2 separate regions of the Oryctolagus cuniculus genome follow, and region 2 is linked to region 1. Evidence: chromatin contacts called from public Hi-C data. All regions are on one chromosome and are shown on one strand. The core of a region is the stretch at or near the end of the contact, and the rest is flanking DNA. Distances in the headings are between cores, read along the strand shown.

Region 1 (3,807 bases), core at 508-3,007:
ATAGAAAATGTATATAGTAAATGTGTATAGTAAATGTATTTTCATTTTATTTAAAAGGCAGAGAGAGGGCCGGTGCCTCAGCTCAATAGGCTAATCCTCCACCTAGTGGCGCCGGCACACTGGGTTCTAGTCCCAGTTGGGGCGCCGGATTCTGTCCCAGTTGCCCCTCTTCCAGGCCAGCTCTCTGCTGTGGCCCTGGAGTGCAGTGGAGGATGGCCCAAGTGCTTGGGCCCTGCACCCCATGGGAGACCAGGAGAAGCACCTGGCTCCTGCCTTCGGATCAGCGCGGTCAAAAAAATAAATAAATAAATAAAAGGCAGAGAGAGAAAAGGAGAAAGAACTTCCACCTGCTGGTTCATTCCCAAATCCCAGGCAGCGTCCTAACATTTAAAAGCTAATTTTAAGAGGAACTCCCGAAACATTTAATTTTCACAGCCTCTGAACTAAGCTGAGTGCCTTCCGCGGGCAGAGACGCTGCTCTCGGCCGTGCCTTGCGAGGGTTTAGAGTTCTGACAAACGTGCGTAAGGCGCTGGAAGCCAGCGCGACCGACTGGCGCGGAGCCTGGTCAGAATGGGGTTAAGAGAAGTCTATGGGCTTCAGCCACAAGTCAATATTTGTGAAAAGAATTCCACAGCCTTGTTATTTGAGAAACAGTAGAACTGGCCGTTTAGAGTAGACATAGTTTGTGCTCAGGGTCTCCCTCTGGCGGTGGATCCTGGGTGAGGCTTAATGGGCTCAGAATGGGATCCGCAGGCTGACCACTTCCATGCGGACAATTTTCACTCACAAAGCTGACACTGTGTGATCTAGAAGGTGAAGGTTCTTTGTTACTCTGTTGAATGTCCTTGACAAAGCAACGGTAAGTGTTCATTATCGATTTATGCTGAGTTTAATTGTCGAGTTTCATTCACTTACCCAAATCTAAATTTCATTTCCTTCCATAAATATTTAAAAAGCATCCTTATTTGTCATCTTTTATGGAGATAAATGATAACATTCTGATAATTATCTCAACGAGGCGATTTTTTTTATAGTGTACCATGAGCCATCCTAGCCTTTATTGTGATTTTGTTCACAAAACACCACTGGTTTTTGTGTCACACAGAAAAAAAGTGTGACTTTTCAAATAACAAAGTTGAGTGCATGGAACCAAATCTTAAGAAAGGATTTTGGGATGGGGCCGGCGCTGTGGCACAACAGGTTAAAGCCCTGGCCTGCAGCACTGGCACCCCATACGCGTGCTGGTTTTAGTCCCGGCTGCTCCTCTTTTGATCCAGCTCTCTGCTATGGCCTGGGAAAGCAGTAGAAGATGGCCCAAGTGCTTAGGCCCCTGTACCCACGTGGGAGACCCGGAGGTGGCTCCTGGATCCTGGCTTCGGATCGGCGCAGCTCCGGCTGTTGCGGCCATCTGGGGAGTGGACCAGCAGATGGAAGACCTCTCGCTCCCTCTCTCTCTCTCTGCCTCTGCCTCTCTGTAACTCTGCCTTTCAAATAAGTAAATGAATCTTAAAAAAAAAAAAAAAAGAAAAGAAAAGAAAAGGAAGGGAGGAAGGGAGGAAGGAAGAAAGGATTTTCCTGAGAGAGAGAGACTGCTAGGGCTACCATAACTGTAGCACAGACTGGCGGGTGCTGCGTTAGAAGTGCACCATCTTCCAATGCTGTGGGCAGGAAATCTGACCTTAAGACGTTGGCAGGGCTGCCTCCCGAACCCTGTCTCGGTGGCTGTGGCTGGCTGCCTTCTCACCGCGTGTCTGTGTCCTCTCCTCTTACAACCATGCCAGTCATGCTGGACAGGGCCCATCTTCATGACCCTATTCAACCTTAACTGCCTCTCCCAGAAGACTCTATTTCCAAATCCAGTCACACTCCCAGGTACCATGGGTTAGGTTTTTCCTTAGTCTGCTTGCACTGCTACCAAAAACAAACAAACAAAACAACAAAAAACAAACCAACAAAACCCACTTGAGATCGGACAATCTATACTGAACATTCCTGAAGGCTAAGTCCAAGTTCAAGCTGCTGCATTTGGTGACGGCCTTCCTGCTGGCAGATAGCGGCGGGACCAATGAGGACAGACGCTGTGTGCTCTTGTGGCAGAAGAGAATGAACCCATTCCTATAAACCCTTGTATAAGTGCACCAACCCATTCATGAAGGCAGAGCCCTGTGGCCATCCCACCTCCCACTTCTGCATTGGGGGTTAAATTTCCAACATGAAATCTGGGGGGACACAGACCATGGCAGGGCTTCAGTGTATGCGTTTGGGAGGGATGCAGTTATGGTCTAAGCTGCACCCCCAATCCCAAATTCATGCATAAACACATACATCTTAAATGTACTAACGTTCATGTTTAAGCCCGGTGTATGATACACATGCGTTTATCCCAACCTTACCCTCCCCACCAAAACACCATGAAAATGACAGTAAAGGAATAAAGAGGTGTAAAGTCACATGATGGAACTGTGGTCACCCAGTGGACAGAGCAGCATTCCCGCGGGGAGGAGGAAGCCACAGGAATGAAGGAATTCGACCCACTGTACCCTGAAAAGATTCTGGACTGAGACGCCCAAAGTGCAGCAGAGCCCGGTGAAGCCGTGCCATGGAGGAAGGTCCAACAGCACTGCAGGAGAGTGAGGCCTCACTCTGCAAACACGGAGCCAGGTGAGATGGAAAGGCCTGGAGGAACACAGTGAGATCAAGTTCATGGCCTCACGCTAAACAGGTGGCTCTCAGCCCCTGACTGCCAGCACCTAGCACACAAACAGCCTGGTTGTGGTGAAAGTCCACAGTTTTCAATGGTAAAACTATTCCGATCCAAAGGGGGGAAAATGTATGGGTGAATACTGACATCTAGGATTACGCAAAGAAAAAAATGAACTGGACTCAGCACATGTTACAACACAGCCTGCCTGTGGACAAGGCCCCAGCTGCCCACAAAGCTGGCAACCAGGCCTGTGTGAAGTGCCTCCAACTTACAAGCCCTACCTAAACCACACTTTGAAATAGTGAGTACAGTGGAACATTTAAAAACCATTGCCATAGTCACAAGATGGCATTTTCAAAATATGGATGAGCGTCTTAAAAGGAAAGAGCTTTTAATGTTAAAAAACAGAGGGGCCGGCACTGTGGCTCAGTGGGTTAACACCATGGCCTGAAGTGCCAGCTTCAGGGGACCAGTTTGGCTGCTCCACTTCCGATCCAGCTCTCTGCTATGGCCTGGGAAAGCAGTAGGAGATGGCTCAAGTGCTTGGGCCCCTGCATCCACATGGGAGACCCAGAAGAAGCTCCTGGCTCCTGGCTTTGGATCTGCGTAGCTCCAGCAGTTGCAACCAATTGGGGAGTGAACCATCGGGTGGAAAACCTCTCTCCCTCTGCCTCTCCTCTCTCTGTGTAACTCTTTCAAATAAATAAATAAATCTTAAAAATAAAAAAAAAACTCTGTAGTTGAAATTTAAATCTAAAAGTAAAAGTTTAGAAAGAAGGTCAAAAACATTTCACATAGTGACAGAAAAACTACAAAGAGAAAGAGGAGGGGAGAAAAGATGAGATTTAAGGAATCAGTCTTGGAATTCCAATGCCACTAGTGAGCATTCCAGGAAGATGAAATAGGGGAGGAAATTATCAATGAATAACGCAGAGATTCCCCAGAGCCTGGAGAGAGAAGTGTGCAAGCAGGCCTGTCCCAATCAAAGGACCAGGAATGGGCGCACGTGCAGGAGGGAAGTCAGTGCAGGGAAGAGGAGTTACCAACGTGGACTCCTTCACCTACAGAGACTATAATTCAAATGTAACATAGAATAAAGGGT
Region 2 (3,728 bases), core at 931-3,430, 120 kb after region 1:
GGGTTTGGCTGCACAATGGCTGTGGTGAGGTGGCTGACTGCACCTTGGGTTGGTGGGGACAAGACCTGGAGGGTCCTCAGGGCGGCCCTCACCGGCACAGGGCTGCAGGCCACAGGTAGAGAACTCCATAGGGCTGTGCGGGCCACTGCCTTGGGTGCGGTTCCTGTAGCCACCTCCACAGGGCACGGAGCACGAGGTCCAAGGGCCCCACTCCCCACTGGGACCTGGAGGTGGTACTCAGGTCACTGCAGGCCATGCCTGCTGCACCCAGGACACCTTCTCATCCCGCCTAGACACCCTGGGCACCCCTGCTTGCTTCACCTCTCCCCTCACATCCCCCCTCAGGAGATCTCACACCTCAGACGCAGGGCAGGGGGCTCCAGGATTGGGCCTAGAACTGGTCTGGGCTCAGGCAAGGATTTGGGGGTCCTCTAGGGAGGATCTATGGGGAATGGATGCCCAGGGCTCTCTGGGGACTGTCTTTCAGTGATGTCTCCTAGGGAAGTCCCATGCACATTGGGGTGCTGGGGTGTGGACGATGGGAGCATTCCTGGGTTCTCTCTGAAAGGGTCTTTCAGGGGGAGGTCTCAGGACCTGGGTCCCTGCTCTCACCTCGGCATGGCTGCAGGCTACAGAATTCAGCCTCCATGTTGGGGCCCTGGCACTCAGCACCTCCAAAGGCTGCTGGGGGTGCAGTGCCCGCCCGGAAGCGGCGCCGAATGCCCACGTTGCAGCTGCGGCTACAGAGACTCCATGGGGTCCAGGGACTCCAGCCACAGTCCACTGCCAGGGTGTGTGTGTGGAGGGGTGGAGGGCAGTGTGTGAATCCAGGCCAAGCCCACAGGACCCTGATGTCCCTGGGGCACCACCAACACTCCCCACGTTTCATCTTGGAAGGGACCCAAATCCCCGACGACCCCTGAGGACCCACCACTGAGGAGGTACCTGGGCAGAGCTCCGAGGTGCATATCATCTTGCCAGAGATACAGGTACTGCAGAGAGAGTGGCCAGTGAGGCCCAACCCGGCCCACCCTGGCCACAGACATCTCTGCCCTTAGACCCCTGTGTATCTGTCCCCAGGGGGAAACAGCTGGGGGCTGGGGGCAGGGCAGGCCGCTGCACAGAATGGAAAGCCCAGATCTGGGGAGTGAGACAAGTTGCCCTGTGTCCCATGCAGAGTTCACCAGGAGACCCACACCCCCACCCCGGAGTACCACTGACTGGATCCTTCAGTCCCTGGTTTTATCAGGAGTCACCTCTCTATGCTTTTTATTCCACTTGAAACCACTAAACACACCACGTGGAAACGACCTGGAGTGACAGGACCAGGGGCAGCGACTTAGAAGGCGCTAGCATTCTCCTAGGAGGGAGAACGGGATGCCTTCCTTCCCAGTAAGTGTTCTCCAACACTTGCTCTAAAGCTTGTTTGACAGATACAGGAGGTTCCAGATAAAGAACCTAAGAAAGAGGGAGGAGAGAGAGAGAGAGAGAGAGAGAGAGAAAGAGGGAGAGAGAGAGAGAGAATATTAATATAAAGGAGGAAATTGAGGAAGTAGCCAGGGGATAGAAAGAAAAAGGGAAGAAGAAAATGAAAAATTAAGACAACAAAATGAAACAAAAAGGAAGAAAATGAGGGCAGAGGGTTAGAGCACCCTCTGCTGGAAGATCCTGGCATCAGCTTTGAGCAACCTCTGTGAGTTGAAATCCAGCTCAGCCCAGGCAGGCCATGATATTCAGGAAAGAAGCAGAGGAAACTGGGCGAAGCTAGAAGCCCCTCCCCCAAGTCTCTAGTTCCATCATGTCACTCCAGCTCCCTGAGACCATCTCCCACAAGTCACTGAGGCGGTCGTGTCTCATTCCTTCAGCATTCCCAGGGCCCGTGCATGGCACCTAGGACTGCTGATGTGCTTAGGGGACAGGGGTGTGATGTGTATGTGTGTGTGTGTGTGTGTGTGATGTATGTGAGAGAGAGGCCATCACACCTGCCCACCTCCAGGGCCATGCAGCCCCTCCCCCACCCGCTAGCCCGAGCACTGGGGACGTACCAGTTGTTGCAGGGGTCCAGGCGGGCCACTGCTCCCGGTGTGTAGAGCTGCCCGTGCAGCTGGCAGGGGCACTGGCCGCGAGGCAGGCAGCTAGCATTGTGCAAGAAGAGGCCAGGGGGGCAGGCGCAGCCAGGGACACAGGATCCCATGCACTCCACCCCGGGGCTCTGTGCCAGGCACAGCCGAGTGCATGGGCCGCCCTCTTGCTGACACTGCTCCTCCGAGCGGAACACCATGTCCCCTGGGCACTGGGCTGGATGGGAGATCAGCAGATCTGGGCAGGGGTGGGAGGAAGAGAAGGGAGAGCGAGGGGCAGCAAGCCTGCAGGCAGCTGGCTACCAGGGGCCTGCTGCCCAGGACCGAGGTGGAGGAAGCCCCTCCAGGTCCCACTGCAGGCTTGCTCCAGTGTCTGGAATGGCACCCGCAGAGGCACGCGTGAGGGCATAACTGGAGGACACCCCTTCTCTGGGCTAGGAAGAGTGGGTAGGGGACCAGGCCTTGCCAGGACTGCTTTGTGCATTGTGATTCTGGCCACGAGTGGGCTCTGCTCAAAGGCGGGAAGGAGCCAGCCCTCTGGGTCCCAGGTGTGGGACGGAGGCTGCTCCCTGGAGAGGTGAGGTGTCTGCCACGGCCGGGGCCTGGTCCCCAGTCGTGTGTGTGTATGTAGGGCTCTGAAGGAGACACAGGAGACCTCACAAGTCTCTCTCAGCTTGAGCCATGGCCTGTCCTGAAGGCAGAGGTCAGCCATGTGCCCAGGTGTGTGTGGGGGAAAGGTTGAGGTCCCCAGGAGCAGGTGGAGAATGGGGCGGGAGTCTGGTACCTGTGCAGGGCTGTGTGTTGCAATCCCTGGTCTGACTGTGGGGCCCCTGGCAGGCTGTGTCCCCAGGAGCTGAGCCAGAGCAGTTCCGTCCCCGTGTCTGGAAACCTCCATCACAGGGGGCTGAACAAGCTGACCAGGGAGTCCACAGACCCCAGCCGGCCGGCACTGCCAGGAGGAATGGAGTCCGTGGTCACAGTAACAGCAGGTAAGGCGTGCAGGAAGGTTCAGAGCTATGGGGTGGGCAGCCCCCACCAGGATCCACCCCCGGCCCCTGGCCCCAGGACAGTCCCAGGCCCACACTGCTAATCCCACACCTGCTTCCTGGGGCAGAGGCCGCAGGACAGTGGCCTGCTCTGCCCCCTCTGTGGCCTCCCCTCCCTAGGAGTCCAGAAGCTGCTCAAGGCGTCCTTCTTCCTGGCTCCTCATTGCATCCCAGCATGTAGGTCACTCCAGGGATGGGAGGGGTTTACCTGGGCACACAGGGGGGCTGCAGGGCTCCTCCTGGGTGGACTCTCCAGGGCAGGGTATGGCTCCAGAGCCGGGGCACAGCCGGGCACGGCGGCGCCAGCCTGGGCCCCCTCCAGGGACAAGGCAACTTTGAGAGCAGGTGGTCCAGGGCGTCCAGGCCGTCCAGCCCGGTGCCTCTGGAGGAGCATACAGGACAGGGGCAAGAGGATACAGGATGGATGCTCAGCCCCTCAGCTCACGGGGACCCCACACTCTCCAGTCCCACTTCTAAGGCTCAGGAGCCAGAAGCAGAGCCTCCCACTGCAAGTGGCCCCAGTTCCACCCCCCCAACACCTCCACCCATGGGTCCAGCTGGCAGCTGGCCATGGGCCCACCCATCCTCACATTTCCTGTGG

What was found. Hi-C and Micro-C count contacts between places; a contact is called where the count stands out from the background.
Region 2: a Hi-C map of an unstated tissue shows a contact between it and region 1, with 2.3 times the contacts expected there. The contact joins two enhancer-like sites. A contact is called at or near these places in 3 of 6 Hi-C or Micro-C datasets (ear pinna, psoas muscle and an unstated tissue).

Annotation. Positions count from the first base shown.
Region 1 is chr7:23,664,409-23,668,215 of mOryCun1.1, forward strand. No RefSeq gene overlaps it. Among named protein-coding and RNA genes, the nearest start is that of REPIN1, 8.9 kb to the left of the region's middle. Within about 2 kb of position 1,758, at least 1 of the 8 cell types and tissues checked has an H3K27ac peak or open chromatin away from gene starts, as enhancers often do.
Region 2 is chr7:23,779,216-23,782,943 of mOryCun1.1, forward strand. SSPOP (SCO-spondin) reads right to left here. Exons shown (of 102, transcript XM_070076852.1): 54 at 3,336-3,509; 55 at 2,866-3,030; 56 at 2,046-2,319; 57 at 946-992; 58 at 613-783; 59 at 93-224. Among named protein-coding and RNA genes, the nearest start is that of SSPOP, 28 kb to the right of the region's middle. Within about 2 kb of position 2,181, at least 2 of the 8 cell types and tissues checked have an H3K27ac peak or open chromatin away from gene starts, as enhancers often do.